2 separate regions of the Mus musculus genome follow, and region 2 is linked to region 1. Evidence: chromatin contacts called from public HiChIP or PLAC-seq data. All regions are on one chromosome and are shown on one strand. The core of a region is the stretch at or near the end of the contact, and the rest is flanking DNA. Distances in the headings are between cores, read along the strand shown. Region 1 overlaps Gm16863 (predicted gene, 16863). Region 2 has its middle 33 kb from the start of Gm36224.

What was found. HiChIP or PLAC-seq counts read pairs in DNA pulled down with a chosen protein or histone mark.
Region 2: a contact with region 1 is called in an H3K4me3 HiChIP or PLAC-seq map of bone marrow-derived macrophages, with 2.5 times the contacts expected there. The contact joins two enhancer-like sites. A contact is called at or near these places in 1 of 15 datasets of contacts at CTCF or cohesin (the NIH/3T3 cell line), 2 of 484 Hi-C or Micro-C datasets (cortical neurons and muscle stem cells), 4 of 115 datasets of contacts at active chromatin or transcription factors (bone marrow-derived macrophages, embryonic stem cells, pancreatic cancer cells and 1 more) and 1 of 9 other capture datasets (embryonic stem cells).

What each region holds. Positions count from the first base shown.
Region 1 is chr16:21,276,670-21,280,547 of GRCm38.p6, reverse strand. Gm16863 (predicted gene, 16863) reads left to right here. Exons shown (of 5, transcript NR_046162.1): 3 at 1-3. Among named protein-coding and RNA genes, the nearest start is that of Gm16863, 18 kb to the left of the region's middle. Within about 2 kb of position 1,552, at least 6 of the 459 cell types and tissues checked have an H3K27ac peak or open chromatin away from gene starts, as enhancers often do. A contact at or near this core is called in bone marrow-derived macrophages, where this site is marked.
Region 2 is chr16:21,357,149-21,360,751 of GRCm38.p6, reverse strand. No RefSeq gene overlaps it. Among named protein-coding and RNA genes, the nearest start is that of Gm36224, 33 kb to the left of the region's middle. Within about 2 kb of position 2,126, at least 60 of the 459 cell types and tissues checked have an H3K27ac peak or open chromatin away from gene starts, as enhancers often do. A contact at or near this core is called in bone marrow-derived macrophages, where this site is marked.

The sequences.
Region 1 (3,878 bases), core at 303-2,802:
GAGGTAAGGGACTCTGGTTCAACTGCCACACAAGGCCCCTGAGTGCAGATAGGGCCTACCACCATGAGCTGCAGGGGCTAGCCAAAGCACTCAGTATGCAAAAACACAGGAGGAGAAGGGAGTGCTCAGGCCTGCTGGAAAGTCCCTAATGCTACCAATGGAAAGGACCATCCTTGTAGTGTTGAGAATGGGCTTATTTATGTCATATCACATGACTGGCTGAGTGGTGCTCACATAGGTGTTAGTCCCACTATGTGCTTTACCATGTTCCTCAAAGCCCTGCTCACTCAGAAGTACCTTTCAACAACTCTTAAGGTCCTGGCCAACCCCCATCCACCACCCATTACGTCAGAGCCCTGGGCTGGTCAAGTGTCTACAAAGTCTCTCTGGCAGCTTCTGGAACCTCTACACTCCCAAACCCCACTCTTGCCCTTGTGTGTGTGGGTGGGTGGGTGATCCTCACTTAGCAAGTCCTCATCCTAGAGATGCAGGAATCCATCGGCATCCACTGGCCCCAGGAGCAAAATAGGAGCTGCTCCATTAGAACCCTGTCACCTTGTCCCCAGGCTTCCTTCAGAGGCCTTGCTCCAAGACAAAAATCACACGGAAAACACAAACCCCAAGCAACCACTTGAAAGACTGGCATCAAAAAGATGAATGGGAGAAGTTTTTGTCTTATCAGAGTTCCTGATATAAATAAGTGGGAGTCAGTGCAGGGTGAAGCCCTTAGCTGGGCCTTGAAAGCTTTGAAGGCATTTAGACAGAGTGTTACCCCAGGAACTCTGCTGGCCTTCCTTACCCACTGTCAAAGTCATTGACAGCTCTGTGTTACTTTAATACAGGCAGCTAGGAAGGTAGAAATGGCTGTGTGCCCCAGGGCAATGTGGACAGGGCAGAGGAGGGTCAGAGTGTCCCCACACTGTCACCATACCACAACCCATTTCTCAGAGCCTGTGGGATCCCAGCATACAGGGGCTTCAATCTTCCTACACTATGGCTTACAGGAAATCAACATCGGGGCTGTGCACATGCCAGGGAGAGCGGTGTGTTTCAGGCTCAAAGAATAATGCTAGTCAAGACCACCTCTCCTGGGGCTGGAGAGATGGCTCAGCAGTTAAGAGCACTGGCTGTTCTTCAGAGAATTCAGGTTCAATTCCCAACACCCACATGACAGCTCTCAACTGTCTGCAACTCCTGTTTCAGGGGGGATCCAACACCCTTACACAGACATACATGCAGCCAAAACACCAACGTACATAAAAATAAGCGATATTTTTGTTGGTTTTGTTTGTTTGTTTTGTTTTTGTTTTTGTTTTTGAGTCATGGTTTCTCTGTATAGCCCTGGCTGTCCTGGAACTCACTCTATAGACCAGGCTGGCCTTGAACTCAGAAATTTGCCTGTCTCTGTCTCCCAAGTCCTGGGATTAAAGGCATATGCCACCACTGCCTGGCTTATAAATGATTTTTTTTTTAAAGCATTCCGAGGAACCCACAGGAAGTCAGAGGTCAGAGCCAGTCAGTTGGGAGGGAGTGTCAGCATTTTTCTGCCTTAGTCTGCCATCTCAGCCCCTTCTACTTCCTCTTCCACGGAAAGGTACATCTTGAGATTTGACTCTAGCCATATAGTACCTGGTCCCCCAACCCTGGCTGGTCATGTGGATTATCTAGCCAGAGGCCCCCCAGCCATGAGGACCCAGTAACAGGTCCCTCTGCCTCCCACCTCCTGCTATTATCCTGGGAACTTGCCTAAACCTAGGGCATCCCTACATCCTTAAGTTTCATCTCCTGTGCCCCAGACCTCCAGGGATCGCCTCTCCCTCTCAGCCACCCACCCGTATGGCTCAGCAGTTAGATAAAGCATATGTCACTCTCACAGAGGACCAGAATGTGGTTCCCAGCACCTACATCAGGCAGCTCACAATTGTCAGGAAGTCCCGCTCCAGGGGACCTGATGCCCTCTTTTGACCTCCTTGGGTACTGCATTCGTGGATGTAAAACCACACGTATACACGCAATTAAAAATAAAACGAATCTTTTTCTAAGAAAAGATCTTTGTGTTGGTTGGGTTGCACTGGGCTCTTCTGTTTGTTTTCTTTTTGGAGCCAGGGCCTCATGGTGTAGCCCAGGTTGGCTCAAACTCCATAACCTCCTGCTTCAGTGTCCTGCAAGGGCAACATTATAGATTTGTGATATCATACACACTGGACACCTACACAATCTTAAATACCAGCATCCCCTTTGTAGGCCAGAACCTAATTCCCTTCTTTTCATGAAGCCGGTCTCCATTCACAGATCTCTCCTATTCTCTTTCATTCAGCTACGGAACCAAGTGCCGACCTCAGACGCTGCCAAGCTGTCCTTTTTCCCTGGCTCTCCTTTCTCCTCCAGTGATGTGTTGGGATCTGGCACCTCCATTCCCACGGCCCCGTGCCCTGCCTTCCCCAGCCCTGGAGGACCCAGTCATCTGCTTTCCCCATCACGATTTCCAGGCTACTGGAAGGCACAGGAAAACCAACCAACCGTGCAAACTGGTGCCACCCCAGATTTATGGTCCCTGACTTCAGCCTGGCCTCCAGGCCCCAGTGGTCAGCCTCTGTTCTAAACCTTCACCACCCGCTCAGCTTCCTGGTGGCCCCCTCTCTCACCTATAATTGGCAGGGAAAATAGAAAACCTGAGGCCAGAGGTGCCCCTGCCTCCGGCTGTATAGCTCCGCCCCTCCTATTTGATGCCCCATTTCCTCTCAGCCACTGACCCCCCCACCTCCCCAATCCCCCCACACCCCACACACATACCCGGTCTCTGACTGAGATAACAGCCTCTGCTGTAGCGCTTCCCCACCTCCCCACCCCCCGCCCCCGGTCTCTCTACACAGGCTACTTGTGCACAGGCTTCTAGTATGCTCCTTGCTTCTATAAGGCTCCTCAGGGTTCTGTCTTGGTTTTCTTATCTTGCCCACCTCCCCAAATAGTCTCATGTACCCATGAGCTCTTGCTCTTTTTTGTCCTTCCTCTCTCTCTCTCTCTCTCTCTCCCTCTTTCTTTTCTGACGAGGTATGACAAGATATGTAGCCCAGATTGGTCTTGGATTCAAGATCCTACTGCCTCAGCCTAGTGAACGCTGGAATTTCAGAGCCGTGCCACCATCATGCCTGGACACACACAAGCACACACACAGAGAGCTTAGCTTCTTGCTCCAGTCTGCTATGTGGATCCAAGTCAATGTGCCATGTCCTGGTGTCCTGGATGTTGACCTGTCTGCCTTGTGAGCTCCTCCAAAGCTTTCTTCCCAGCTAGGCCTTTTTCTGGGCCTCTCTTCGTCGCTACTTTGGTTACAACATTCCCATCCACCTTGTTCCCAAGCCAGACACCGGGAAGTTGCCTTCTTTTTCTCCTCTGACCCCCAAATTCCACATCTTGTGGGCTGTGCATCCGAGCTGTCTTTCCGGCCCGCCCCATCTCTCTGACTATACTGCACTCCTTTCCGGTCCCTTCCATCTTCTGCAATGGCCTCCACCTGGCCTCCTCGGTCTACCTTCTTCTAACTATCCTCCACTTTGGGACCTGAGCTAGACTTCTAATGGTGGCCCATGTGGCTGCATAGTCAACATCTCCATCCCTGTCCTTGCCTGCCTTTTGGATATCCTGCTGAACCTTCCCTCTAGGATGCACCCCCAGCCCCAGCCCAGCCCCTCTGGCAGAATAAGCTACCCTCCTCACTCGGATGCCCCTTTCTCAGTTCCCCCAGTCTGTAGCTGTTGGATATTTGTCTGTTTCAGATGCAAAGTCCGTCAACAATGCCTGTGCAGAATATTCCTGCACTTGCCCTTGTGTCTGGGGCACATGTGCATGGCAGTACCTCAGTACCTCAGTGCTGGCAG
Region 2 (3,603 bases), core at 877-3,376, 80 kb before region 1:
GGTTGTTAGAGAAGGTGTCTTGGGTTTGCTTTTGATTGGAGATGGGAGGGACCAACTAGGGCTCACATCCGTGCATGAGAAAATGAGGCCTGGAGAGTTTGAGCCTTGCTTAGGCTCGGGGGCAGTGTGCTGGTCCTGATGCAGACTCTAGGGTCTTCCTGGGTACCAGCATCCATTTTGATTCACTAGGAAATAACGATGGTGTCTACTACCATTTGCTGATAAAGTGGGGAGACAGAGGATGCTCTGGCCACTCCTTCCAGGCTGAGGCACATCTCCATCCATGCGTTCAAGTTCAGGGCTGTTGCTTTATGGATCTAGTACTTTTTGCTGAGATTTTCATTCATTTCGAGGAATCCAGAGACAGAATATGACAGGATCCTTAACAGTACCCAAGATCAATGGTTTGCTGGAGTTATAGCCCAGCAATCAGGGATACAGAAGAGGAAAAAATGCTCTGAGGAAATGGAGAAGACTTCTGGATGCAGTGACATCTAGGTGGGTCCTGAAGGGTAGATACGAGTTTGCTAGAGAAGGTTGTGAATGAAAGAGATGAAGTAAACGTAGGGAAAAAGTATATGAAAGAGCCGGTTGGAAAAGTTTTGTGTATTTGGAAATAACAAATAGTTTGACAGGCTAGAGAGACAGCTCAGCAGTTCAAGAATGCTTGCTTCACTTCCAGGGGACAGAGGCTTGGCTCCCAACGTGTTGGGTGGCTCAGAACGTCCCACCTCCAGCTCCAGGGAAGCCAATGCCCTCTTCTGAACTCTGTGGGCACCTGAACACCTACACCTGAACACCTGAACCGCCTAGGTACGCAGACAGACACATACATACACATTCATAAAAATAAATATAAAACAGATCAACCCAAATAGTTTGAGAAGGCATAGACGAATGAACTGAGAGGGGCAGGGTTGAGACCAACCCAAGGAAGGCTATTCAAGGAAGATGCCAGTCAGGCATGGATCTGAGGTTCTCGCAGCTTCTGCACTGTGTGTAACTTCTAATTTGCATATCTCTCCCCACACACTCCTCATTGCTCCCTCTCCCAACCTTGAGTCGGGTTTCCTGAGATGTTGGTACTGCCAGCTGTGGCCACCAGTGTAAGCTCTGTCTGCCCTCCACACTCCTTGGCCACACCTCTCACTGTGTGGCTGTTATGGAGTCTTCTTGCGCTGATATGCAGAGTCATGCTGTGTTGGGTGGCAGGTTCAGAGAAGCTGGGGCACAGGACTACAGAAATCCCTCTCCTCTCCTCTCCTCTCCTCTCCTCTCCTCTCCTCTCCTCTCCTCTCCTCTCCTCTCCTCTCCTCTCCTCTCCTCTCCTCTCCTCTCCTGGTCTGTCCCAGCTCCTGCCCTACCAGCTCCCTTAGCTTATACTCCAGGATGTCTTCAAACTCCCTCTCAGGACAGCAACTCTCCCGATTTCTGGTTAGTGGCTTTGCCACCCCTGCTCTGGGATCCTGGAATATAGGAGCATGCTTCCTTTTGTCTAACAAGGAAAGGTGGATTCTCGGACAGAGGACAGAGGTGTATTTTGGGAGTTACGGGTCTGTGTAACCTTTGACTGACCACTTCTCCTATCTACAATAGTCTCACCTATAAAATGGGGACATCAGGCCTCTCTGTGCAGGGATCACACATGCCAATCAAGGCACGGTTAGATTGGTGAGAGACTCAAGCAGGACACATTTCACTGTTTCCTCTGAGACGGGACACCTTAGCTTCCAGATTAAAAAACAAAACAAAACAACAACAACAACAAAAACACAAAGGCAAAACAAAGCAGTGTCCCTGCTGAAGCTCCACACTGTGTGGCAATGACTCAGGAGAAAGGGGAAGGTGGCCCCCACCCCTATGGGCCAGTGGAGTCTCTACCAGTGGGAGGAGGAGACCAGCCAGCACTCCTCTTCCAAAAAGAAGGAAAGGCTACAATGTGGGCTGTCCCTTGAAAGCCTCAGACAGGTGACTGTTACTGACCTGGTCTAGGATGATCAGGTGAAGTCTTCACCCGAAGGCAGGCAGGCGGGCGGGGTGGGGGTGGGGCAGCGGGCAGACCCGTGGCTGTGGAGCTGGTTGGTGGAGTTGGCTCACGGAAGAGTATTTTGTATCTGGAATGACTAATGAATGAGCTGTCTCCACTGTGGGAGAATTATGCCACTTAAGCAAAACCCGTTCGAGCTGTGCGTCTCTGAGATAGCGAATAGGAAATGCCTGTCAGGCTGATGCTTCAAAGCCAAATATACCGTCCACGCAGCTCTTGCTGTCTGTTTGCTAAGTTTACTTTATGCAAAATATAACTCAGATGAAAATATGTAGATGGCACTGAGCTAGCTCCCTCCCCCAGAGAAACAGGAAGATGGGGAGAGGAGTGGTCCCCAGACAGCCTGTGGATCTCAGGGAGGAGCAACTAGGGCCCTGCAACATGGACAAGCTCTAGGGGAGATGTGGGGAGCTGGGTTCCACTCCTGCTCGGTTCCCCCTGTGGTTTCAGGTCTATGCCCTAGATATGGGGAACTGGACTAGGTCACATCTTCTTGCACCCCACCGCACACAGGACACAACAGAGGCAGGGGTGTCTATTGGAAGAGCACCCCTCCTCACTCAGCACGCTGGCCCCATCTCTTTCATGCATTTGAATTGTTGAGAGAGCTGGGCATAAAGATAAGATCTTGATAGAGACAACATGGATTTCTTAGTCCATGTTGCAGAGGATGTTTTGGGGCACGGAGCAAGGAATAAATGCAGGCCCCTGGCAGAGAGTCTAGACAGTTATCCTGAGCTCTGGTGGCAGCTCACCTCTTTTCCCATCTCCCCCCTCACACAGGGGTTCTGACCTTCATAGGGGAAGACATTTAGGTTTGTTCTTTGAGGAAAGAGCTGGGCTAAGGTGCCTGGGGCTTCCACGAAGATCTGGAGATTAGAACTGAGCTAAGCATCCAGGGAAGGTATGTAAAGGTAAGGTTGAGGTGGCTCAGCTGTCTGAGAGCTCCCTGGGTTACTTTGCTGGTTACTGAAATAGGCACCCCGCTGAGCTGTCATGATGTTAGAAGTCCCAACAGATAAAACACACTGAGTACACTGAACCTTTCTGAGCCTTGGCCCTAGTCTAAAATGGGGACAGCGTTTGCCAATCTTATCAGAACAGAGGTGACATGCAGCACGCCTGCCACGGTACAACATACACTTTATCTCCCTCCTAATGGAAGCAGTGTGTCTCGGGGCTTACAGAAGAGTTCTTGCAGGGTGGGCATCCCATGAGCTGAGGCTAGGTTTTGGGCCCTTTAACCATTTCATTGACACTTTAGGTCACTGACAGTCCTCCATTTAACCCTGTGTGTTCCTCATAAAGAACATAAGGAAGGGTTGGAGAGTCAGCTCAGTCAGTAGAGTACTTAATATACAAACACAAGGACCCAAGAACCTGCAGGACCCATGATTTTGAGAGGGAGGGAGAGAGAGAGAGAGAGAGAGAGAGAGAGAGAGAGAGAGAGAGAGAGAGAGAGAGAGAGAGAATGAATATGGGAAGTCTGACGTCTCCTCTGTAAGAGTTTGGGACACTGGAGTGGGGTGGGAAGTAGGTAGGGGGCCACTGTAGTA